Regions from separate parts of the Mus musculus genome. Here regions 2, 3, 4, 5 and 6 are each linked to region 1. Evidence: chromatin contacts called from public Hi-C, HiCAR-type, HiChIP or PLAC-seq and promoter capture Hi-C data. All regions are on one chromosome and are shown on one strand. Each heading gives the region's core, a stretch centred on a gene start, on an enhancer-like site or on the middle of the called end of the contact. The rest is flanking DNA. Distances are from core to core; before and after follow the strand shown. Region 1 holds the start of C1d (C1D nuclear receptor co-repressor). Region 2 holds the start of Rab1a (RAB1A, member RAS oncogene family). Region 3 has its middle 90 kb from the start of Spred2. Region 4 holds the start of Actr2 (ARP2 actin-related protein 2). Region 5 holds the start of Cep68 (centrosomal protein 68). Region 6 holds the start of Spred2 (sprouty-related EVH1 domain containing 2).

Region 1 (4,039 bases), core at 351-2,850:
ACAGCCAGGGCTACACAGAGAAACCCTGTCTCAAAAAAACCAAAAAAAAAAAAAAAAAAAAAAAGCGAAAAACGTAAGTTAGGAATGGTGGCACAGTTTGGAAGAAGCAGAAAGAGAAGGAGAAGGAGGAGAAGGAGAAGGAGAAGGAAGAAGAAGAACAACAACAAACATCATACATACATACATATTAAAAAAAAAAAAACCTTGTTAGTGTTTTAGGGCTTCTATTGTGGCAGGGAAACACCATAACCAAAAAGCAAGTTGGGGAAGGAAGGGGTTAGGGCTTACTCTTCCATATTACCGCTCTTGCCTAAGGAAGTAAAGGCAGGGACTCAAACAGGACAGGAACCTGGAGGCAGGAGCTCATGGCTTGCCCAACCTACTTTCTTATGACAGCCTAGGACCACCAGTCCAGGATGGCACCATGCATAATTGGCTGGGCCCTCCCCTGTCAATCACTAATGATATGCCTTGCAGGACTGCCTACAACCTGACCTTATGGGGCATTTTCTTAATTGAGATTCCTTCCACTCAGGAGACCTGTGCCAAGTTGACATAAAACTATCGAACACAGTTAGGAATGATGGCACGGCCTGTAACCCTAGTACTGATAATCCTGAATTCAAGGTCAGCTATATCACACAGTGAGACCCATTCAAAAACAAAAACAACACAAAATATGAACTTGTACTTTTCATATCTTCACACCCTCATTTAATTTTTGAAACTATTTTTCATAACTATCACCTAACCAGGTATCGGGCACTATATTAGGGAAGCCCCTCCAAAGATTAATCTGAGGTGCACAGTTTGGTCCGGAGGGACCCAACTTCCATCAAAGCAAAGAAATGGACAAAGGTGTAAGGAACATTCAGTTTGAAGAAGCCTAATCTAGACAAAATGCCAGGGCCTTCGACTCCAATCTTGCCACCTTGGCGGGAGACCTTTAAGTTCTTTGCCTAGCATGGCTGTCCACTCTGAGAGGCTCTACCAACAGCTGATTGAGAAAGAGGCAGATACTTACACCCAACCATTGTCGGACTGAGGTTAGAGACCCCTACGGTTGGATTAGAGGAAGGGTTGAAGGAGCTGAAGGGGAGGGTGACCCCATAGGAAGATCAGCAGTCTCAACCAACCCGGACCCCGGGGGGCTCCCAGAGGCTGAGCCAACAACCAGGCAGCATACATGGGCTGAGCCAAGTGCCACCCATTCCCCAGCCTCCTGGGACCTATGTAGCAGAGGTCTGCTTAGTCTGGCTTCAGTTGGAGAAGATGGGTCCAATTCCCAAGGGTCTTGAGGCCCCAATAATGGGGGATGGGGAGATAGATGATGGGGAGCAGAATGGTGTGAGGAACTGGGTGGGGGACCGGGAGGGGGGTAACGCCTGGAATGTAAATAAATAGTTAATTAAAAAATGTGTCAAAAAGAGAAAGAGAGAGAGGGGGGAGGGAGGGAGGGAGGAAGGAAGGAAGGAAGGAAAGAAGGAAAGAAAGAAAGACAGACAGACAGACAGAAGAAAGAAAGAAAGACAGACAGACAGACAGACAGACCACTGCACTTAGCTCCTGGATGGACAGAGGCGGGGCAAGCCTCGGGACTGAAGTGCGCACGCGCACGACCGGGAGAGACGCACGGGCGGCAGGCAGAAGCCGTGTCATGGCGTCATCATCGTGCGACCTATTTCCCGGAGACAGGCGTCCACGGTATTGAGGTATTGTGCAGAACCGCGTTCGGGTGCTTGTCGTGCTCCCGTCACAGTCTCTTTTCCCGCACCCCGGGATCACGTCCGTCCTGTGGCCGACTGGGAGGAGCCGAGCGGGACTGCTCGCTTCTAGCGTAGTCCCTGCAGTGGCGGCTCTCGGGCTTTGCTTTGGCCTTTAGTTTCTCTGTCAATACCGTCTTCATTTCGCTGCCACTGTTAACGTTGCCTTTCAGAGGTTGAAAAGCGACAAGTAAAACACCCAACGCCATCAGCTTCTAGCTGATTCCAAATCTAAACGGAGACAAAATGGAAGGTGGAAAAAGTAACTTTGCGTGCAGCCCTTCCTGTTCCGCCCAAGGTCGGAATGCTTGCGGTGGCAGTGTTAGCCCTTTTGAAACAAGGGTTTCCTTAATTTTACTTTTTCTTTTCCGAGACACAGTTTCTCAGTATAGCCCTGGCTGTCCTGGAACTCGATCTGTAGAACAGGCTGGCCTCGAACTCCGAGATCAGCCTCCCTCTCTTAGGTGTTAGGATTAAAGGCGTGGGAAACCGGGCCGGGCCGGCAGCTTTCTGCTGTAGCGGATTGTATTAAGAGGAATTTTTCAGTGTCATCTGGGAAAATTTCATCGTGGCTCAAATTTCTGTTGGAAGATAGCGTTAATGACTTAAAATGTGTTGACTACAATTTAGTTTTGGCTTGGAAAAGGTGTATTTGCCCTGGTGAGATGTCTGTGGTGTAATTATTAACCTGTTTGGACTAAGAGTAGACAGAACTAAGTATCAACGTTAGTTTTTATTTATAAATGACAGCTATCCTTATTGAACTTTAGAAAACTACTTCTGGATGGTGGAATTGATAGACTGAATTGTTTTGTTACAAGATAAGATGACAGTGTGAACAGTTTTTGTTGTTTTCTAGTAATAGAAGTGAAATTCCCAAATCAGAGATGTTGTGGATGCTTTCCGGTACCTATAGGGATGCAGTTTTCTCTTGTTTTTAACTTTGAAAAGTTCTATGGGTAAACAGTAGCACTTGTTTGCAAGCATTTGACTCTTCATGTATGGCTCTGAATAGTCTACAGTGGATTACCTCTTTGTTATTTCCACTTTCTTAAATAATAACTAATATTATGAACTAGTACTTTGAGCATTCTACTAATGGAGTATAGCTTTAAGAGTTTTATTGATATTTATTTTGTCTACATCACAACCTTATGTATTATTATTACTTTAGAGGTAATTGTAAAAACAAGCCCCACATTTTTGAGAAGATAGTTTTTGCTGCTTTCTTTCTTTCATTTTGAAAACATGTTGAAGTAAGCATTAAATTAGAAGTTGATTCTGGTGTGGCTCCAGTCTTAACAGGTCCTTGTAATTTATGTACTTTAAAATGTTTCTATTTATTCATGTGTTTGTGCTCATGTCTCTTTCTGTGTATTTGTCACATGTGTGTGGGTGTCAGCAGAGGCCAGAGGACCCAGTGGAGCTGGACTTACAGATGGTTGTGAGCTGCCCAAACTGGCTGCTGGAAACCAAGCTTGGGTTCTCTGGAAGATGAGAAGTGCTCTTAACTGCTGAGCCATCTCTCCAGCCTTGTAATTTATATAATTTTTATTGCTAGACTTTTGCACATGTATTTTTGTGTGTTTATGTGTGGTTTCATGCAGGTGTGTGTTCTCATGTGAGTGTATGTGCTTATGTGTGTACGTAGAAGCCCAGCGATGCTGTTTTTCTCTATTGTTCTCCACTTTGTTTATTGAGGCAGGGTTTCTTATTGAAGCTGGGAGTCATTGACTCCAGCCAGTCCAGCTAGACTGCTAGGGGATTCCATGTTTTGGTACCCTCCACACACAGGAGATCTGAATTCCAGTCTTCAAGCTTGGTGATGGTGGTGGTGGTGGTGGTGGTGGTGGTGGTGGTGGTGGTGGTGTGTGTGTGAGCGCGAGTACTCATGAGCTTTATCCACTTAGCCATTTAACTTCTGTGATGTGCTTTTAGAGGTTAGCACACTTTAGAAAAGGAAGCTTAATGTGTTCTCAGATTTTACTGAAGATTACAGGTAACATCAGAATCGTTGCTTGGCCAAGACAGTAGTATTGAAAATTTACATATAAATTTCACTATAGTTTTCTAAGGTAATGCTGTGTAAAACATAATTATAAGAATAGAATTATGGTGCAGAACCTGCACACACTTTTGAGAGATGCAGCTTCTGTTGCCATGGATACTAAAAGAATGACAAATTGGTGGAGCTGACATGTATAGAATAAAGGAAGTACTAGTCATGGAGTGTGACTGTTGTCTCTACAGGCTGTCCATCATGGTGATACCTTTCC
Region 2 (3,922 bases), core at 420-2,919, 2.9 Mb after region 1:
CATGATAAATCCTAAGACAAAACAAAACAACAATAACAACAAAATTTTTGCTTGAAAAATTGAGTTTAGGACACTTCAGAGTTTTTATTCTGTGAAATGATAAGAGGAAGTATGGTGGGCTTTAGGGTCCAGGGCTGTAAACCTCCATCTAGGGTCATTTCAGAAGTTAGTATGGAAAAGAACCCAGGAGGCAGAGGCCAGGGAAACACTGAGTTCGAGGCCAGCCTGGTCTACAGAGGGAGTTCCAGGACAGCTAGGGCTACACAGAGAAACTCTGCCTCAGAAAACCAAAAACCAAAACCCAGACAATAACAAGAAAACTCCCAAAACTATGTATGTGTGGTCTGATGAGGCTGTCAGGACACACGGAGGAACGCCAGAGGGATGTGTAAATATGTTCTGAGTATATGGTTAGTCATGAGAACAGCCTCTTTTGCATATTTTGATGTCACAGAAATTCAGAAATTAAAAGTAAATCTACAGTTGGCCCCAGGAGATAATATTCTTGCTTAGAACAAGTTGGAAGATAAACTTTGGTCAGTGTATTATACTATGCCCTTTGTAATAAATAACGCAAGATAATGCGTTAAAGTTTAGCGGAGATTTAAATTCCTGAGCTGATTAAAGTTGACACCATTAGGTCTAAAAAAATGTATTAATATTAGTTCTGGAGTCCGTACTGAAGAGTTTCATGGCTTAAAAAAAAATACTTATTACTGCCCAGTTGTGCAGACGGACACAGAATTAGTACTAATAAAAAACAAAGAGCAGCAAAAGCAACTGCAACCCCCCCCCCTCAAAAAAAACAAAAACAAAACTTAACAACCCAACCCAACCCAACCCTATCCCGGAAAACAATTCAACTTTTAAGTCTAGGCCTCAAGTAGGAGGAGAAGACTGGTTAAGGCTGACTTTAGCCTGTGTCTCAACAGCACAATGTTAAAGGTTGGAGGTCGAGATGGAGGAGCAGTTTCAGACAGGGAAATCTGGCTGTGTGAGCAGAAGAGAGACTAGAACAGGGTCCATTTGCAGCTATTGCAACATCAAGTTGCTAGAGTAAAACGGTAAAAAAAAAAAAAAAAAAATTAGAGAAGGAGTCGGGTGAGTGAGAAAGCGCAAGGTCTACAGAGGCCGCTTGAGTTTCCTGCTGTCCTTAGAGCAGCCTCAGACCCTGATGGTGATGGCCCCTGTGGTCTTGCCTGAGCAGAGCTCGTCAAGCTGTCTCCACCCCTCCTCACTGTCCCAGGCTTCCTGGGAGCCCCCTCCCCCTCTGCTGCGGCACCGCCCTCCGCCGAGTTCCTTCCTCCTCCCCTCCCGATGGGGCACCGACTCGCCCTGCTGCCACGTCTCACTGATGACATCAACACAGCCCGGTCGGCCTTAGCCAATCCGCTAGGGGGAGTCCGAGCGAAGTCCTAGCCAGCAGGCCAGCGGGGAGGGGAGCAGGAAGGGCGGGGTGTGGGGGTGAGGGAATCGGGACGGGGCGGGCTACAAGCTCGAAAGTGCGCATGCGTTCAGGGCGCGGGGCCTAGTGGGAAGCTGAGTGCAGACAGCCCTCGGCCCGGTCGGGCTGCCCAGCGCGCGGTGTGCTCATGACTCTCTTTCCCAGCGTGCCCCGCGACGCTGCCGCCCTCTGGGCCGCGCCAGGCCCCTTGGCCTAGGCTTCCCCAGTTCCTGGTTCGCCGGCGGCCATTTTGGGTGGAAGCGATCACTGAGTGGCGGCGGCTGCTGATTGTGTTCTAAGGGTCGGAGTGGGGTCGACGTTTGCTCTACCGGAACAGCTTAGCTCATTCCTCCCTTTCCATTACCTGTGGCGCGGAGAGTTGGGGCGGCGGCTGCGTCAGCAAGGGCGGTGGTGGCGGCGGCGGCGGCGGCAGCTGCAGTGACATGTCCAGCATGAATCCCGAATAGTGAGTGCAGGAGAGCCGGGGCGGGCCGGGGTGAGAGCGGCCGGCCGGGGGTGAGGGCCGCCGGGAGGTTCGCTGCGCAGCGCCGGGAAGGTCGGCCGGGCGAAGGAGACGGAGCAGCCTGAGGGCCCCATTGTCTGAAGGCCGAGGGCCGCAGCGCAGCGGGGAGGGGTCGGGCCTGCGGGCCGGGTCCCGACCGCAGCCGGCGGGGAGCTAGGTGCCGCGGCTGGGCGTTGGGGAGAGGGCCTCGGACAGTAGCCAGGAGGGGCGCGTCTCTGGAGGCAGTGACGGCTGGAGGAGGACTTGGTTTTAAGGGGAGGTAGGTGGGAGAGCTCTGCTAGAGGGCACTGTCAGACCCTGCGCCGGCTCTGCGGAGCTGTCAGCGTCGGCTTTACTTGTAAATCCCGAGCTTGTTAGAGCTCTCTCCCTGTTGGGTTTTAGGTAATATGGATGCTTCTTGGGACTGCGTGGGCTTGAGGGGGATGAGGAGATGGTGAGGAGCTATTTATAATGTTTAGTTTTCTTTTGGGCTTGTCTCCTGGGAGAGTTCTGTGAGACTTGTGAGACGTGACCCTTACAAAATCCTGGACATTTGTGAAATTTTTGGTTTAGGGGAGACATGAGTCTCCCAGTCACCTTTTGTCTCCAGTAGGTTAAGAAGAAGAAAAAGAAGAACAAAACTGAACTAAAAATAAACTAGAAATGTCTTCCTGGTACCACCAAGTTAAAGTACAAGTTTGCAGACAGTTTTGAAAAGAAACTAATGGGGCCTTTGATGATAGAGTTGTATGTAGGTTTTAGATTACCTGCTTGAATGCCTGTAGATAGGAAATGAGGTTCCATGACGTGTCATGAAAAGTTAATGCATTCCTTTTTCTTGCTTACTCAAGAAGTCACTGTAGCAGATGTGACACACCTGGCACCTTTCATGGGAACTGCGCTTCTCCTTTCTTGGATAGACATTGTTAGGCTCTCTCTTTGAACCCAAAATTCTCCTATGGTTTCCATATATGAAAATAACTTTAAGAGATGCCATTTTTATTATACTTTAGTGTCAGAAATCTTTAAGGGAGAGGGATTTTTGTTGGTTTTTAATAAGAGAAATCACTATTGCCGTAAAAGCTGGGCTTTATTTGTTGCTTTGGTCAGTTACCGCTAAGTGTGCCCCCATGAAAGGTCCAACCATCAGCTCGGCTGACTTGTCATGTGCGTGTCACATGACTCTTGCAAAAGACATTCTAAGTTCAGGTTTTCTAAGACTGGTTTAATACTGAAATGGTTTTTCCGTTTGTGTTAAGCAGAGGTCTTAGTATCTTGGTAGAATTTTACATACTTTTTTTTATTGTGTGTGTGATGCCTGTGATTGCAGGTGCACAGGTGTCACCTTGCTTGCTTCAGAGGTCAGGGGACAACTTTTGGGAGCTTATTCTTCCTTTGTGGCTTCAGGGATTGAACTCAGATAGGCACTGTATCCACAGAGCTATGTGCTTGGCCAGGCTTCTGTACTTGAAAAAGTTGGGAACAGTTCACATGGAGACACAGGTGCTGTGTTTGCAGCCCCTCTCCCAGGGCAAAATTAGTTTAGTTAAGCAAAGTTGAATTGGGGGTCCTAATTAGATTTTTGTGGAAACCAAAAAGAAGATGAATTTGTTATATTAGGAAGGTTTCTAATTTCTATTTGAAATTCCTGTTCTATTTGAGGAGATTCCTATATTTGTTAGGTGTGTATTTAAGTATTTTTATTATGCTTCTCAAATTTCCTAATGCTACGACCTTTCAATGCAATTCTTCATGTTGTGGCGACCCCTATCCATAACATTTTCATTGCTACTTCATAACTGTAATTTCGATACTGTATGAATTGTAATGTAAACAGCTGATATAGGATATCTGGTATGTGACCCCTGTGAAAGGGTCCTTTGACACCCAAAGGGGTTGCCACTTACAGATTGAGGACTGCTGAGGTTAGAGACACCTCCTGGAGCTGGAGTTAAGAGTACTTGTGACCAGCTGAT
Region 3 (4,084 bases), core at 1,506-4,005, 2.6 Mb after region 1:
CTTACTTAATCCCGGGCTTGTTCCCCAGGCCACAGACCACCTTTCAATCACTTGAACACTTTCCATTCACAGCCAGGAAATGTGTGGCCCGAAAGAGACTCTTAGGCTATAGCTCCATCAGCAATGGAAGCCCTGAATCCCATTTCAGTGAACAGACTTGAAGACACATCCCTAGACAGCCTAGGGTGGCCTGGGGTAGGCATAGACAGCCTTGTAGACACATGCCTTAGTTAAACTTTATCACTCTTGGCTTCTCTTTCTCTCCTCAGCTGGAGTTCCTCCTGTGAGCTGATGTTTCTTGGTCTATAATCTCTATTGCCTAGTGCACAATAAAGAGTACTGAGTTTATTAGTCGGGGTTCCCTAGAGGAACAGAAGATATGGAATGGATGTATATAAGTAGAAATTTATTAGAATGGCTCACAGGCTGTGGTCCAGCTCGCCCAACAATGGCTATCTAACAACAGAAGGTCCATGAATCCTGTAGTTGTTCAGCCACAAGGCTGGATGTCTGGTCTTCAGAATCCTGAAGTGGGCTCTCTCTCTAATGCTAGTGAAGGAATTGGACTTGCCAGAGAGAACAAACACAAGTCAGCAAAGAGCAAAAGTCCCTTCTCCCGTGCCCTTTACATAGACTGTCCCCAGAAGGTGTCACCCAGATTAAAGTTCCACCTCAAAGATCTGGATCAAAGGTGGGTCTTCCTACTTCAATTATTTTTATTTAAAAAAAAAAATCTTGCCAGGCAGTGGTAGCTCATGCCTTAATCCCAGCACTCAGGAGGCCTAGGTGGGTAGATCTATGAGTTCAAGCCAGCCTGGTCTACAGAGTGAATTCCAGAATAGCCAGGGCTACACAGAGAAACCCTGTCTTGAAAAACAACAACAAACCAAATCCCTCTCAAGTGTACTCAACCACTTGGGCTTTGGTTAATTCCAGATGAAATCAAGATGACTTCCAAGAACAGCCATCGCAGTTAGAAGGATTGCTCTGTGAGACCTGGGAGTCTCTCTTCTCCAAAGTACCTTGGTCAAAGAGCCCTCAGCTCCCCCACAGAACCTCTGAGCAGGGAGGGACTCCTGGGACTGGAGGTAGGGGATTGCTCTGCAGAAATCTTCAAGTCAGTCATAAACAGTCTTTGAAGAGAAGGGACACAGCCCTGGGCTCTCTCAGTCTGAGTTTGGCATCCTTCCTGAATCAGGACCAGACTCTCCTCAAGTGGGAGGTTCACGGGAGAGAAACCAGCACACCTTTGGAACAGCATTCAGACCACAGATCTTGCCAGCACAGGACATGGCATGGGACCCCAGAGGAAAGTGTCCCCAGTGGATGCTGGCATTTGTTGAGGACAAAGGTTACCATCAAATACTGCCTTGGGAGACTCCCACCCAGTGCATAGAGACCAAGTTCCCTAGACAGAATGGCTGTCTTCAGACACATTCCCTGACTGGCCTCAGCTGTACCTGGACATCAAGACACTGTGCCTGGCACACACAATGCTCTCAACAGGGCTGGGGGAAGTCACTCAGGTGATGTCAAAGGCAGGCCACAGAAGGGAGAGGACACGGGTGGGTGCATGACTGCTATGCTTTGTAGCCCGGATGACCAAAGTGGCCCTGTCAGTGTTAGGGCTTGATGGTTCTTCTCTGATGGCTGCATTATGGGATCTGTAACTAGCATCCCAGATTCGACCCATTAAATAACAGTGAAGCCCCGTGAGCTATGGCAAATGTGTCTGCATCCATTAACAAGTCTGTATGGAGGAGAAATGGTGGCAATGTCGCCCCAGCTGGCAGTAGCTGGATTGTGGTGTTAACAGTGTCCAGTAGCCTCGGTAGCCCCGGCCTCCTCCCATGGCCTCAGACCCTGCACTCTGTGATTCCCCTGATCTCTTTCTCAAAAGGTTTCACTACTAAAACCTGTGGGCCTGCTTCCCTGTTCTTTCAAAATATGAGTGAATTCAAATTCAATTATTAATGACAAAAGATCCCATCTATTTACCTCCACACTCCCTCAATTGTTACTGGAGCTCTTAGAAGCAATCCTTTAGCAGGAATGCTGTGTCACAAAGACTCAAGACAGCACCGTCAGGGAGGAGGACAGTGACATTTTACGTGATCCGTGCTACAACAAGCAGCTGAGCACTTGGGCCTCAGCTCAGCGAGCTGGTGGTTCCCTCATGCCGGAGGCACAGAGGCCTGCACGGGTGCCCAGGCCGCCCTTGGAGGATGACTCAAAAACCATAAATGAGAATGTTGAAGGCTTGGGCCAGGAAGTTGCATAGCTGTAATCCCAGAAAGCTAAGGCAGGAGGATTATATAACCTAGGCTACATGGTGAACCAACCTCCACACCCCCGTGTGTGTGTGTGTGTGTGTGTGTGTGTGTGTGTGTGTGTGTGTGTGTTTGTGTGTGTGTGTGCGTGCATGTGTGTGTCCCTCTGTTCCCCTCAAAAAAGAAGGAAGGAAAAGAAAGATAAATAAGGAAAGGGGGAAGATTTTGAAGATTTTAAGCACTACCAAACCCAAGTCTCACCCTGAAACCGGTGTGTAGTCCCCACCTCCCGCTTTTCTCAGAGACCCCTGGCTGGCACCACAAAGGGGGTGAGGAACAAGGGGCCAGAGCCCAGGTCAAGAGCACACTCAGGAGATCTCTGCTGGCTTCCTGGCCTCCACAAGCTGGAGCAGCCTGTGACCTGGAGGCATTCCTCAGAAACAGTCACCAGCAGTGAGTCAGCTCAGCCGAGAGGCTCTAATGCAATTGCTTATTCACAACTACAGTTTTAGCACAATGGAGCACAGCTAAGAGCTCTGAGAAGCCCACCCACCTATGACATGCCAGTGAGCTGCTCAGCCCCCTCTGGTGGATGTCCTGTTAGTCACAGACAGCATCTGGCCCAGCTCCCCTATCTCCCCCCCTTTTGTATCTCCAGACATTTTACTAAACAGACACTGAGTCAGAATAAGTCGGTTTAGCAATTAAAATCTGTGTGGGGGCTGCCTCAGGGAGCATGTGGCGGGTCTGGAAATAAATATCCCTCCAGTATGGATCGTGCACACAGTGCAGAAGCCTAAATGTAATATGCATGAAGCTGCTCAGGGGCTGAGCCCACGATATGACTCCTCCTTTAGCAGGGATAGGAGGAGCTGCCATCCGCTTGCAAGGATGAATCGTGTGGTATAGGATGAACTGTCCTTAGGCAGAAAGAGCACTGTGATTCTGTCAAAGGAAACATGGACTTGACTCTGAAAGAAGAAAGTCCCACGAGGAACCTTGTTCAGGCAAGTTCAGCCTCAGACAACATCCATTACACTAAACCCAGGATGCTCAAAGAAACAGCCAGGTAGCCTGCACACACATTTCCAGCCCGTACTCTGGGTCTGGATCTATTTGGATACTTCTGGTAGGGGCCACAGAGACCACCTACAGCTCCAGATGGGAGAAAAAGCTGCCAATAACGGTGCCTCTGGTTGCAAGCCTGTTATCTGGCCAGCCACAGGGCCCTTCAGACTGGGTCACTTTTATCCTTTGCAGGTGAGAGCAGAGACACCTGGGAAACTGGAGGACTGCCTTTGCTTGCCAGTGTTCCCACTTAATGTCCACAAGGACCACCCACTCTGCTACAAAGTTCCTGGATTACAGGCTGTACCCTGGGCAGCTGGTGCAAACATCTGGCACCTGGGATATAGGCAGATTGTCAGATGTGCACACTCTTTCAGTCACCTGCCATCCCCACCCCCACCCCCACCCCATCTCCTTGAATCTCTTCCCCAGCCACCTCCTCTTAGCAGCAGCATAGACCTGCAATGTCAAAGGCAGCAAGCCCAGGCAAGACAGTGCCCTCCACACACCGCCTTTTCTGCACACTCTTGTAAGCCAAAGAGGGGCAACACATGGCCAAACGTCCCTGTTGCAAGATTCTGCTACACCAGTGGTTCATTCTTACGTCACAGACTCTTCTGAGAAGATAGTGAAAGCCAAAGATTCTTTGCCCAGGAAGAGAAAAAAAAAAAAAAGCATTTTCTCTTGGTACTGAAGAGGTGGCTCAGCGGTTAAGAGCACTGACTTCTTTTCCAAAGGTCCCGAGT
Region 4 (4,068 bases), core at 1,276-3,775, 2.9 Mb after region 1:
TCCTCATCTTTCACCTGTCCTTTGCTGTCCACTGCTGCATACAGCTCTAGCTTGCCCAAAAACTTCCTGGGGTTCTCCTTTCTCTGTCTCCCACCTTGTGGTGGAAGCACTGGTGTTACAGTGCCAGCTCCACTCCACGTGGGTCCTGGAGATTCAGTCAGGTGCTTATCCACTGAGCCATCTCCCCAACCCCTTTTCTATTACTGTTTTAAAAAATCAAGTCTTAATGTCTTCTCTAATATTTAATTGTAAAGGCATCATTATAACTTCAGGTACCTAAGTAAAACTAAGATGAACAAAGAAGAATAAATAGTTAAGAAACAACCCAAAATCTAAGTAGCTATTAGTCGTCAAGTTTTCTTAAAAGACATCACAATATTCCTAACTGCGTTACGATTTAAATCAGAACTAGCTGATGTATATGAGGATCCGACTATTTCATTCACAGTCAAACATATCTACAAAAAAAGTGAATAAAGTTTATAAATAATTACAAAAATAGATATAAAACTTTTTTCTCTGTGTATCCTTGGCTGTCCTGGAACTCACTTTGTAGATCAGGCTGGCCTCGAACTCAGAAATCCGCCTGCCTCTGCCTCCCAAGTGCTGGAATTAAAGGGGCGCGCCACCACACCTGGCATAAAACTTTTTTTAAAATCATCTCCTTTCACTTATGCCATAGTAGCTGATCTTTTTATCCTAAGAAACAGATTTAAAAAAAAAAAAATAAAAATGGATGGAGTCTCCCTATGTAGCCATGGGGATTTGCCGGTTTCTGCCTCCCAAGTGTTGGCATAAAAGATGTATGCCATCACTTCAGCCCTTTTTAAAACACTTTTAAGACACTGTTACTTTAAGTGTTATGTCTGTTTACTTGAGTGTTTGTATATGTATCACATGTATGCCTAGTACCCACAGAGGCCAGAAAAGAGCACTGAATACACTTGAACTAGAATTACAGAATAGCTGTGAGCTGCCACACAGATGTTAGGCATCAAACTTGGGTTCTCAGCAAGAACAACCAGTGCTCCTAACTGCTGAGACGTCTCTTTGGTAGTAAGATACTTTTTTTTTTTAATAAGTACTTTTATAAGAATTTCTGAAAAGTTTAGCATTTATAATTTAGCTTAAATATAGTGTAACAATACAGGCTTTGCTTTAAAAACCTTTTTCCTGATAATTTAGAAGCTTTATAAAATTGTACCATTTCCCTCACTGCTTTATCCTTTATCTCAAAAAATGAGATGCATTTTATGTATCCCTTCATGAAGTCTGCAAATATAAATATCTCTAATGAGCACATAAATGGGGTTGCTTAAAAACCTTTAAGTTACTGAATCTTAGGGCTGTTACCACAGCAGTGGTATGGATGTCCCTTTGTATTGTTACCTATCCTATTCTAGCCCAGATTTAGCTTAAATGAAGCTAGTACAATAATTGTCAAAGTTTGTAACAAATTCAACCAAGGGCACTATAATGGCAGTGAATACCAGCTCCTTCCCCTTTCAACAATCTGGCTTCAAAGGTGTAATTCAAGTAAAATCTATTTTAATTTGTGTGTCGTCTCTGTGGCAGAGAGGAGAAAAGTCACAAAATGTTGCAAATCGCTAAAGGAGTCAGAAACAGTTGCATCTTCAAAACTGGAACTTTGATGCTCCACCCTTTTAACTGGGGATAGAAAGAAACCAGTTGCAACGAGTTTTCTGAATCAGAACTTTAGGCTTATTTTGACATTTTTAGCATCTTCAAGACTAACGTGTCTATCCTGTACTTAACAGAAAAAAAAAATGAAGCAGAGGAGGAACCAGAAATGATCCAACTTCCCACTAGAATTTACTTGAGAGGTCCTAGGTCTATAATAGGGCGGCATGCAAAGCAAGAGGTGAAGCAGGAGCTGCTGACCATCCCCCTCTCTCAAAACCACAGACGACAAGGACAGCCCACACGCTCTCCCGGGGCAGACTCCAGCCGCGGCCCGGGGCCTGACAGCACTTCCTCTTTTCTCTGCGGAACCCGTTTCCTGCCTCGCATTCGGCATCTTTCGCTACACAGGAAGAGGAAGGCCGCTAGGTCTTGTATGGACGAACACAGGCGAGCCTCGGAAATGGAGACCTCCTCGCCACCGAGGGACAGGGCCTCTCACCGTCTAGACCCATCTCTCGGCACGCCGGCGGATGCTTGCGAGCGCGCGGGGACAGGTTCCGCCGCCTTCGGGTGCAGCGCGGGTAGCCTAGCTCCGGGCCACCGGCTCCGGGCCGGCCGGCGCCCCCCGAGAGCTCGCCCGCCCGCGCGCCTGCCCGCGCCCCCGAAGCCCAGCCGCGCAGCCGAGGGGCCCGCGCGCACCCCGCACACACACGCGGCCGCCCCGCCGGGCCTTACCCCAGTGCCGTTGTCGCACACCACCACCTTCCTGCCCTGGCTGTCCATGGTTCGTCCTGGTGAGCCGCCGCCCGGCCTGGCCTGCTTCCTCCTCCACACGGCCCCGCCCTCGGCCCGCCGCTCCGCCCAAACCGGAAGTCCCCGCCCGGCAGCCGTTCCAAGAGGGCGGTGCAGAGAGAGAAAAGAAGAGCGGGGACTGGCAGCCGAGAAGGCCAATGAGAGCTGTCCGGCGCGGACCCGGGCGCGCCCTCTCGCCTCGTTCTGCTTCCGGGGCTGCGCTTGGCTGGTGGGGCGGCGGCTCTGACCAAGTTGTCTCGGGACCTAGGGCGCGGCCGGGCCGGCTGTACAGGAGGCAGGCAGGTGAAGGCCGGAGGGTGTGTGGCGGGACGGCAGTGGAGAAGGGTGGAGCAGCCGGCTAGGAAGACCGAAAGCCACCTGGAGGTCCCGAGGCATGATGTGTCATTGCTCCTAGGCCTGGGTGGATACACCTACAAGTTTCAAACCTCCGGTTTATTCCACACCTCCAGTTGCATGCAGCCCTAGGAGCCTGGCGGGATGCTTTCGTTTCTTTCTGCTTCACCACTTCCCTCTTTGATTTTCTCAAACAGGAACTCACCATGTTGCCAAATGCAGACTTTAAAATTGAGGTCCTCTGTAACCTCCCTTGGAAACAGGGACAAGTGTTACACGCACCTCTTTAAGAAATTGAATATGCACCCGGGCACTGTTGGCGTTCGCCTTTAATCCCAGCACTTGGGAGGCAGAAGCAGACGGATTTCTAAGTTGGAGGCCAGCCTGGTCTACATAGCAAGTTTCAGGTCAGCCAGAGCTATAAAGTGAAACCCTGTCAAAAAAGAAAGATAATGCTTTCACTTAGCGCATAGTGGTGAACTTGCTTTCAATCCCAGCACACAAGTAGAGGCAGTTGGATTTCTGTGAATTCCTGGCCAGCCTGGTCTATTTACAGAGCTAGTTCTAAGACAGCCAAGGCTACAACAAAGAAACCCTTTCTCGAAAACAAAGAACAAAACTCTTTCCTTTAATTTTAGTTTAGTTTTGTTTTCTGAGACAGGGTCGCATTGTCTATCCTTGTGTTAAAACTAAGAATATTAAGTTAAAAAGACCAAATCCATGATTGTCCAATTGGAGCAATTTTGGGGTACACCAGGACTGGCCAACCACCTGTCTCACCGCTGCCGGTCGCTTGAGGTCCGTTTTATGGGCGAGATGTGAGCGAATTGTTAGATACAGTGAAAGGGAAGAGTCAAGGGTCAGAGTATATGTCATGTGAATCCCAAGTTTAGCTAGGCTGAAAACTTGTTTTGCAGTTTACATCAGACCTAAGAAACAGAAACTTATTCTTTTTTGTTTGTTTGCTTTTGTTTGTTTGGTTGGTTTTTTTTTGTTTTTCGAGACAGGGTTTCTCTGTATAGCCCTGGCTGTCCTGGAACTCACTTTGTAGACCAGGCTGGCCTCGAACTCAGAAATCCGCCTGCCTCTGCCTCCCAAGTGCTGGGATTAAAGGCGTGCGCTACCACGCCCGGCTTCGAGTGTATTTGCTTTTATTGTACATTTTTTTTCTAAACTCTTTGGCACAGTTTTCTGGGGGCATTCCGACTGCCACAATACAAGTCAGGAGAGAGCTTGTTTATGATGCCAATTTCAAGCATTTAAATTTTGGTTTGGGTT
Region 5 (4,333 bases), core at 190-2,689, 3.0 Mb after region 1:
AGAAGAAGCAAGAGTTATACAGATATTTGGTAGTGGTACCTGGGTGGGTGGGTGGGTGGGGCATCTTAAGACAGGTCTCTGTGTTTATATAGCTCAGTCTCAGAGATCCACCTGCCTCTCTCTCCCGAGTGCTCTGGTAGGTCTAAGTATTTCTTCTTATCTTAGGTATTTTATAAACCTTGGAATTGGCACTATTACTCTTCCTAGCCATGTTTTTTTGTCCTGTCGTGCTGGGGCCTAAATTCCACTTTATAGATGAGAGAACTAAGGCACACGTGAATTTATCCTGAATTAGTAGTATGAAAGGGACTAAAGTCTGAATTGATTCAGAGAGCCCAGCTGCTTCCTTAACCTGTAAAAATAATCCAACAACTTAAAGGCTTTTAAAAGTTCCGGTTCCCTCAACGTTGGGCTTCACTTGTTCTTGTTTTCTTTTGGTTTCCTTCCCTTACAGACCTTTCATCCTGTTAGGGGGCGGGGAAACCACTTCATTGCCAACCCAGGCCCATATGGGCTGCCCAGAGAAGGGTATGTTTTTCAGTTGTGGGGGTAGGGAAAAAGTTTTTAAAAGCTTCTGTGATGATGTGAAGCTGGGTTCCCTTACACCCACTGTTCCTAAGTGATCCAGAATTTAACCCAGTCCGCTGGAGAGAACTAGGTGAGTAGTGGCTTGTATTTGAACCAAGCCCAAAGCAAAAAGTGTCGCAAGCTGTATACCAGACTACCTCTTTCCTTGTCTCGGACCCCATCAATTCCCAGTAAGGTCTACTCTGCTCGGGCACTGGGAGTTTTTAGCTTTTATTATTATTTTTTTAATTTTTAATTGAATAAAACATGGTAATTATAAAATTACTAAGTTTGGGGCATGTGCTCCCGGGCTGCTGAGACTGGCTAACAGGTGACAGATGACAAGGGTAGATCTTAGAGATAAAAAGTGCGCCGCTTTGCTTTCCTCCTCCGGATGCGTTCACTGGGCCATGGAAGCAGCAGCCGTCCAGACGCGAGCGGCTGTGGCTGTGACCCGCCGGTTCTCCGCGACCAAGGTCGACGCGCGCACAGCTGCATGGGGCTGCCAGAGGTGCGGCCCCACGCGCTCTGCAGGCCGCGCTGGCCCTCCACAGCCTGCCCCTCCGCTCGCCTCCACCCGGCACGGTCCGCAAGATGGAGGCGAACGCGCGAGGCGCCCCCATCGCGGCCAGCCTTTGTGCCCTCCAGGCCGCGGGCCTCCCCCAGGGTCCCCCACGCGGAGCCCCGGGCACGAGGGGAATGCCCCGACTCGAGTCTTGGCGCCGCGACACTCGAGCCGGCCACAGCCTTTTTACCTCACTCCACACCGCCGCACGTCCCGAGCGACCCGCGTAGCTGGGCCAGGGTCCCAGGCGGCGACGACGGGGCCTCCCGCGGGCGCCCGCACTCCTGGGGAGGGAGGGCCAGGCGCCCGCCACGCCCTCCGCCCTTGCCGCTTCTCCGCGGAGGACGCCCCATGAAGCAACCAATCCAAACTCTCCGTTCGGATGCTTCACCAATCCACAGCTCGTATCTGCCATGGGAACCCGCCCCCTGCAGGACCCTGGCCTATGGGTGGCCGGAGCTTCTTTCTCCGCTGTCCGGACGCGCGTGCCAGCTGGGTGTTCGCGGTCCTGGCGTCCACGCAGGCCCACGCGGATAGCAAGGCGCGCTCTCCGCGGATCGAAGGCTTGCGGTGTTTGGGTCGACGTGCTCTCCGCGGCTGGGAGGGTGGTTCCAGGCTTGGTGCTCCCCTTTTGCGTTGTGTGGAACCCCCAGGGCATGTCCGAATCTGGGCATCGGGCAGAAGTTGGGCGAGGGGACCAGGTGTGGGTCGAGCTCCCTCCCTCCCCCCACCCCCGGCCCCTCGCCACCGTCCTGAGACTCTGAGGCTCAGGAGGCCCAGCCTGTCTCACCAGTAGTGGGAGAAGGGACTTCCACAGTGTTCTGGGCCTGTGAAGTTTAGAGAAGGAGCTGGACTGATCTTAACACGACAGAGACTTAATCCAACCTAAGACCACAAACTTAACTGCCAGGCTGGCCTGCCTGGCCATAGTGCTCCTTCTGCCTCGGCTTCCCCAGTGCAGGGAGTACAGGCAAACCCTATCATGCCCAGCTTTTTATTTGGCTTTGTTTTGTGTGTGTGTGTGTGTGTGTGTGTGTGTGTGTGTGTGTGTGTGGAGAGAGAGAGAGAGAGAGAGAGAGAGAGAGAGAGAGAGAGAGAGAGAGAGTGAGTGTAAATTTCATCGTATCCCAGGCTGAATTTGAACTCCTGATTTTGTCCCAGTCTTCCCCATACTGGGTGTTTTAAAGTAAAAGTGTATTGTTATATGCAAGGCCTTGAATTCTCTCTTCAACCCAGAAGGAAAAAGTTAAAAAGGAATTCAGAACCGAAATGTGTCAAATAGGTAGGTAGCATTTACCAGCGTGTATCCAGTTACTTGTTTAAAGGAAAAAATAAATAAAGGACGTATGAAGTCATTTAGCAGTAAATATGGTAATGCGATTGAGCACCTGGATGGTCTCAACCAGATGTGTTCTGTACTCTTCTTTGACTTTGGCCCAGCGGCCTTCTCTAAGTGTTCTTGCTCAGTTGGAAGGGCGTCCTGAAACACAGAAGCCCAGGAACCACACTGCTCTAAGAGGAAGCCTCCTAACTGAGGTGTTGCAGCTCCCAGGGGGAGGGTATCCCCAGCTCAGCCCCACTCCTGTTCTTTCCTTCTCTTCATTGCTTCTTGGCTTCTGATGAGAGAGTACCACCAGGCAGCAAAGCTCATAAAAGATATTTATTGGAGGGTCCAAAATGTGGAGGGATGAATCCAGGGGTGGCCACCTCCGCTCCAGGAGCAGAGAGCAGGGAATTGAACAAAGAGCAGGGCTTATATAGGGTTTCTTAGTGGGTGGGGCTTTTCAGGACAGAGATTTCCAGGATGAGGATTGGTAGGATTTCAAGTCCTGAGCTTGGGGAGCTCAGGGATTGGTGGATTCTTGTGCTCAGGGATTACTATGTTTTTGTTTGAAGCTCAGGGATTGGTGGGTTTTTTTTCCCCACCCCTTTTCCTTGCATCGGGCCTATGGGTTGGGATGGGAGGACCTTCCCAGCCACAGGCTGCTTTGGCTGAGGCTCCATCACTGCCCAGCTGCTTGGGGAGGCTGGACGAGGTGTTGCCATTGTGAACAGCTCCTGTGATGGTTATTTCACGGTAAGCTGAGATGGGAAAAGTGGTACCAGCTTCTGTGGGGCACCTCCTGCAGACTGAGGAGATGGCGTTGTTTTGATAGTTGCTGTTTTTTGATAACTCCAGTGGTGGTGGTATTTTACAGAGGCAGGCTGGCACCAGTGTGACAGATCTTGCACCACTCAGGGACTACACCACCTTCTCACCTTCTACCCTATTTGCTCCTCCTCCTCCTCTTCCTCTCCCCAGTCATCTCCCCCTTCCTCCCCCACTTCCCCATTATCCTTCTCCTTTCTCTCCCTCCCCCTCCTTATTGAGACAAGGGCTCATATATCCCAGGCTAGACTGGAATCACTCTGAATGTCTGAGGTCCTCCTACCATGCTGGGATTGGAGATCCATGCCACCACACCTGGTAGACGTGCTGGCACAGTCAACCCAGAGCCTCATGTATGCTCAGCAAGTGCTCAAACAACTGAGCTACATCACATCACCAGACCCCTGCTCTTTTTAATCCTTGGCATAAAGAAGAACCTACTATAGTTTCATTTGTTGTCTTAATAAGGCAAGTTGATTTTTCTGAGCCTGCAGAGTATGGTAGTGATTGCCAGGACTTTACATGATCACAACCAAAACAGTGAAGTGTACCAGTGAGTGAAACTTTAACATTCTCCAAAACAGGAAGGCGTGATTCCTATGAGACATTTATTCCTATGTCATATTCATCTTGATCTCTTCTGTTTTATTCATTGATACTTTCTGAATATAGGTGCAAATAATATTTTTGCATTATACTCCAAGTCTTTTTATTTTATTTATTTATTTATTTGGTTTTTCGAGACAGGGTTTCTCTGTGTAGCTTATTTTATTTTTTTATGACATTATTTGTGTGTGTGTTGGGGGGGGGGTGTCACACACCACAGTGGGAGTGTAGATAACAGAGGACAGCTGTGGGAGTCCATTCCCCTCTTTTCACAGTGTGGTTCCAGAGATTGAATTCAGGTCATCAGGATTGGAGCAATGGTCTTCATTGCTAACAAAATGGCAATGGTGTCCATAGTAGAAATTCTGGCCCTGCAGACTGCCAGATTTGCTCGATGAGTATTACTCTCCATCAGGGACATTTGCAGACACTTGGGAAAGGCACAT
Region 6 (4,374 bases), core at 1,196-3,695, 2.7 Mb after region 1:
TATAGCTTTGAACTCAAGAGATCTACCTGCCTCTACCTTCAGACTGCCAAGATTAATGGTGTCTACCACCACACCCAGTATGTCTCACTTTCTTCACGGCCTACAAACAAACAAACAAACAAACAACAAAAAAAAACAAAACAGAAACAAGCAAACAAATAAAAATACCCCCCAAATCAAACAAACAAAAAATGAAGAAAGATAAGGTTTGCTTTGTTTATTCCTGTAAAAGTTGAAGAATTAACAGAGACCTCACTGTCAGGACCTCAGGTCTTCTAAGAGAAAACCAAAATGCAGGTCTCGAGGTTTGGCGTCCTTACCACTACTTGTCATGAGCACTCAGAATCCAGTGTTGAACCTCAATGTGTATCCACAAAGATCATGGTTGTGGAAAGCATGAAACCACTGGTTTCTACTTGACTCAAAGGTGAAACTCTTATTTTTCAAGCCCCCGTGGAACTCTCAATACACACAGACCTCTAAGAGGGCTACTTTTGTTTTGTGTATGGGTTTTGTTTTAGTTGTTGCTGATTATCATCATCATCATCACCACGACCACTACTTTGATTCAGGGTCTTAATCATGTAGTCTGGTTGGCATGGAACTCATTATATAGGCCAGACTGGCCTCAAACTCACAGAGATCCACCCACCTTTTTGCTTCTAGAATACTAGAATTACGGACATGATCCACTATGCCCGGCTGTTTTGTTTTTGTTTTGTTTGTTTTTTGTTTGTGGTTTTGTTTGAGACTGGATTTTGCTTACTAGCTATGTCTAGCCTAGGATTCTACTTGTAGACCAGGCTGGACTTGAACTACTATCAATCCTCCTACCCCAGCCTCCGTAGAATGGGATTATCCAGTCCAGCAATTTTCTATTTTTGAAGCAAATATTTCATCCCCCAGTTTGTTTCGTAGCTATTTAAAATCTAAGTGGAATGTCTCTAATGGCATATTCAGGAGAACAGAAATGTCTATTAGTCTTGAGGACATAATCCCTGTCCCTTATTCCATGGCAAGACCTCAGGAAATACCCAGTGACTCTGTAATTGGTGTCATCCATGTCAAGTGAAAACATGGTGCCCCCTTCAAAAATTGAAATGGATTTTAATATCGCAAATTCAGATTCCAGGCAAATCCACAAGTTGAGCCCTGGGTGCAATCCTGCTCGTTGTCTAGATGGTGCATAGGTCCTCTCAGAAAACCTCAGGCAGGTCCTAGGCCATGGTAGGAAAAATAATTTAAAGAGAGGTATGAAGAGATGGCTCGCAGTTAAGATCTTCCATAAGACTGTGGTTTAATTCCTAGGACCTACACAGAGGCTAGCAACCAGTTCCAGGAGATCCAACAGCCTCTCCTCTCTGCCCACAAATGGTGCTGACATGCATGGATGCATCCTCCTTCTGCCCCCGCACATTCAAAAAGAAAGAAGGAAGGAAAGAAAGAGAGAGAGAGGGGGGGGGAGGGAGGGAGGGAGGGAGGGAGGGAGAGAGAGAGGGAGAGAGAGAGAGAGAGAGAGAGAGAGAGAGAAAGAAAGAAAGAGAGAAAAAGGAAGGGAAGGGAAGGAAAGGGAAGGGAAGGGAAGGGAAGGGAAGGGAAGGGAAGGGAAGGGAAGGGAAGGGAAGGGAAGGGAAGGGAAGGGAAGGGAAGACGGGTCGGGGGTGGAGTAATGAGTTCCTGGGTCTCTCTTTGGCCAAACCCCATCAAAGGTAGTAATCTGTGACCCAGTAAACTAAGAGTAGACTTCTAAGAGCTGGAGACAAGAAACGTTATTCACAGACTGGATAATTTACTTTGGTGTTACCTTTAAACTTCATCTCTGCCTGCAATGCCAAAGTTTTATGGCTGTTTGCCTTTTGTTTTCTGCGTACATATTTTTAAAAATATGCCCGCTCTAGGTGGGCATGGTGTTGCATGACAGTAATCCCATCGTGTGGAGGCCAGCGGAGGCCACCTGCACTGCCCCCAACCCCCACCCCGCAGTGTTTCTCCAAACCCAAACTCTCTGGCAACATCTAAACTCCTCCCCATCTCCGCCCTCCGCCACCTCCCCCCTTGATTTTTAATCCGAAGGTTTGGAAGGAGGGAGGGACAAAACGGGAGCCAGATGTGCTCTTGTCTTCGGCTCCCGCCTCCTCCCTCTTGGGCTTCCTAAAACCCGGAGCACCGGAGACAAGGATTCGGATCCTGACAAACGCAGTGCCAACCATGCTGTTCCGAGGCTCCTCCCTGACTGGAAGCTAGCGGGAGGGGGAGTAGAAGAGGGGCACGCTCAGTAGGCGGGACAAAGTGTTTTGTGAGTGTGTTTTTTTCCTCTCTCTCTCCTCTCTCTCTTTTATTTTGGTCGCAAGTAGGAAGCTTTTTGCACTCCACCACCTCTGGCCGCTGGGAAGACGTCATCGCTTCCGCCCTACTTCCTCCTCCTGTTGGCGGCGCTGAGAATCCAATATGGAGTAAATCGGTGGAGTGGCGAGATGGGGCTCGGACGGGGCGCCCTGCACCGCCTCCCAGGCGCATCTCCCCCGGCCGCCGAGCACTACCCGGAACCCTGATTGGCCCGGTCCCCGGGGGCGACCCCGGCCCGGCCCCAGCGCAGCCGACTGCCCGCCCGCCGCCCGGAGCGTGCTTGTTTTTCTGCTGCTCTCCCCCTCCGGGTCCCCTTCCCAAATCTCGCCTCTGCACCCCCTCAGAGCCCCGGGGCCGTGCCCGGCCGGCCCACGGCGTCCGCTGCCTGGTGTGCCCCTTCCCAGACCTCGCCCTGATCTCGGGGCTCTCCATTTCCCCGCCTGCCTCGGCGCCCCCTTCATCTCTAGCTCCCCCCCTCCACCACCAAATCAGGAGATGTCGGAGATGTGAAGAAGGGGGGCGAGCGCACAGGAAGATGAAGGGAGCCAGGCTGCATGCCGCGGGACAGGCGTCTAGGTGAACAAGAAAATGACCGAAGAAACACACCCGGACGAGTAAGTTAGCCGCGGGTGGGACGCGGGTGCCCGGAGGGGTGGTGTGGGGGCCGCCGCCAAGGACGCAGGAGGGGACTCGTCGGAGGAACTTGGCCTGGGGTGCAGCCGCTGGCTGAGCTGTCGGGGCTATGCGCGAGGCTCTTGACTTGGCTGGGGGAGACGGCAGAAACCGCCTGGGGTCTGCAAGTCCAGGTCGCAGCCCGGGCCAAGGGCGCGCAAATGACCTCGGGGCGGTCCTCGGGCTGCGGGAGCGGAAGCTCTGACGCCCTCCACGCGGGGCATCCCGGGGTCGATGGGTCTGTGTGCATGGTGACTTTGTGACTCCTGGCACTGCTGCCCTCCCATAGCCCTCTCCGGAGCCCTCTGGGGCCCGGGCTCCGCCATTTCGTTTTCTTGAATCGCTCTCATTTGCATACCACATTTTCATTCATAAAAACACGGAGGAGTTGGGGGAGGGCCAGTCGGGCTCGGCACAGGGTCAGTGCGCCCGGGTCCTCGCAGCGGCCAGAGCGCGGGAGCAGCCTGCCGAGTCCCGGCGCGCGTGAGTGTGTGCACGCGCGTGTGGGCCGGCACACGCGCCCCGCGGTGTCGGGGCAGCACTGGGGGCGGATCCGAAGCGTGTGCAGCGAGGGCGGGAGAGCGTGCGGGGAAGCGCGCTCCTGGCATGTATGTGAGGGAGAGCGCGTGCCCGTGCGTGTGCCCGGCCCGCAGGCCCGAGGGGAACAAAGCTCTCGGTGCTTAGTCAGAGGTGCTTGTGCTCGCCCCTCGGGGAGACCCGGGCTTGTCACCGTCTCTGGGCCAAGTGGCAGCTGCTTCCCGCCTAAGTCGCACTTAGGTTTGGATCTCCGCTCTAGTAGTGTTCGAGGCGTTTCCCTCTCGGGGAGCTGGGGGCGGGGCTGCCCGTGGGCCCCAGCGGGTACTTAGCCAGGGGTCCTAGCCGTGCCCGGCTCTGAGACTGCTGTTCAGTGGCTGTATTCGCTCACCACTTTTTTTTTTTTTTTTTTTTTTTTTTTTGTGAATAAGACGTTCTCCTTTATTGTCACATGATATCCCTCCTCCCTTGCACATTCATAAATCCTGAGCCTGCCTCGGCTCCTTTCATTCAGTGCTGCCATTAGCCAAGGTAGCAGCGGCGCCTGCTTGGACTCCAGAATGGGTCCGCAGTCTCGGGGACGCTGAGGGGAGGGGGACCTGGAGAGGTGGAGCGGGAGTGGCTGGAGACTAGCTCCCAAACCCTGGGTCTTTTGCTTTTGTGTGTCCACCCCACCCCCTTCCCCCGTGAGCATTGACACTCTAGAGTGCAGAGAGGGGAAGTGACTCAGGACTGGGCCACTGGGCGGCTTAAAGAGCTCTTGTAGCAGGTGGCAAAATCCTGTGTACCACTCTAAGAAATCTCCCTTCTTTTCCTTTGTCT

What was found. Promoter capture Hi-C pulls out the DNA fragments that hold promoters and counts their contacts. A called contact is a pair of places that touch in the nucleus more often than the background predicts. HiCAR-type assays count read pairs that join an accessible place to other places. HiChIP or PLAC-seq counts read pairs in DNA pulled down with a chosen protein or histone mark.
Region 2: a contact with region 1 is called in a promoter capture Hi-C map of pre-B cells. The contact joins the promoter of Rab1a here to the promoter of C1d in region 1. A contact is called at or near these places in 10 of 39 promoter capture datasets (the 3T3-L1 cell line, 3T3-L1-derived adipocytes, the C10 cell line and 5 more), 2 of 115 datasets of contacts at active chromatin or transcription factors (astrocytes and large pre-B cells) and 2 of 9 other capture datasets (adipose tissue and liver).
Region 3: an H3K4me3 HiChIP or PLAC-seq map of stem cell-derived neural progenitor cells shows a contact between it and region 1, with 10 times the contacts expected there. The contact joins the enhancer-like site here to the promoter of C1d in region 1. A contact is called at or near these places in 2 of 39 promoter capture datasets (hippocampal neurons and liver), 1 of 484 Hi-C or Micro-C datasets (B cells), 4 of 115 datasets of contacts at active chromatin or transcription factors (embryonic forebrain, large pre-B cells, pro-B cells and 1 more) and 2 of 9 other capture datasets (adipose tissue and liver).
Region 4: a contact with region 1 is called in a HiCAR-type map of astrocytes, with 8 times the contacts expected there. The contact joins the promoter of Actr2 here to the promoter of C1d in region 1. A contact is called at or near these places in 4 of 39 promoter capture datasets (the 3T3-L1 cell line, hippocampal neurons, liver and 1 more), 1 of 484 Hi-C or Micro-C datasets (B cells), 3 of 115 datasets of contacts at active chromatin or transcription factors (astrocytes, large pre-B cells and pro-B cells) and 1 of 9 other capture datasets (liver).
Region 5: a promoter capture Hi-C map of pre-B cells shows a contact between it and region 1. The contact joins the promoter of Cep68 here to the promoter of C1d in region 1. A contact is called at or near these places in 4 of 39 promoter capture datasets (hippocampal neurons, liver and pre-B cells), 2 of 115 datasets of contacts at active chromatin or transcription factors (astrocytes and double positive thymocytes) and 1 of 9 other capture datasets (adipose tissue).
Region 6: a Hi-C map of B cells shows a contact between it and region 1, with 9 read pairs. The contact joins the promoter of Spred2 here to the promoter of C1d in region 1. A contact is called at or near these places in 6 of 39 promoter capture datasets (the 3T3-L1 cell line, cranial neural crest, embryonic stem cells and 3 more), 2 of 484 Hi-C or Micro-C datasets (B cells and muscle stem cells), 8 of 115 datasets of contacts at active chromatin or transcription factors (astrocytes, embryonic forebrain, embryonic hindbrain and 5 more) and 2 of 9 other capture datasets (adipose tissue and liver).

What each region holds. Positions count from the first base shown.
Region 1 is chr11:17,255,947-17,259,985 of GRCm38.p6, forward strand. It overlaps C1d (C1D nuclear receptor co-repressor), which reads left to right and starts at 1,601. Exons shown (of 5, transcript NM_020558.4): 1 at 1,601-1,712.
Region 2 is chr11:20,199,743-20,203,664 of GRCm38.p6, forward strand. It overlaps Rab1a (RAB1A, member RAS oncogene family), which reads left to right and starts at 1,670. Exons shown (of 6, transcript NM_008996.4): 1 at 1,670-1,910. The coding sequence starts at 1,888.
Region 3 is chr11:19,832,581-19,836,664 of GRCm38.p6, forward strand. No RefSeq gene overlaps it. Among named protein-coding and RNA genes, the nearest start is that of Spred2, 90 kb to the right of the region's middle. Within about 2 kb of position 2,756, at least 118 of the 459 cell types and tissues checked have an H3K27ac peak or open chromatin away from gene starts, as enhancers often do. A contact at or near this core is called in hippocampal neurons and stem cell-derived neural progenitor cells, where this site is marked.
Region 4 is chr11:20,110,426-20,114,493 of GRCm38.p6, forward strand. It overlaps Actr2 (ARP2 actin-related protein 2), which reads right to left and starts at 2,526. Exons shown (of 9, transcript NM_146243.2): 1 at 2,380-2,526. The coding sequence starts at 2,427.
Region 5 is chr11:20,247,985-20,252,317 of GRCm38.p6, forward strand. It overlaps Cep68 (centrosomal protein 68), which reads right to left and starts at 1,440. Exons shown (of 7, transcript NM_172260.3): 1 at 1,323-1,440.
Region 6 is chr11:19,921,997-19,926,370 of GRCm38.p6, forward strand. Spred2 (sprouty-related EVH1 domain containing 2) reads left to right here and starts at 2,446. Exons shown (of 6, transcript NM_033523.4): 1 at 2,446-2,960. The coding sequence starts at 2,935.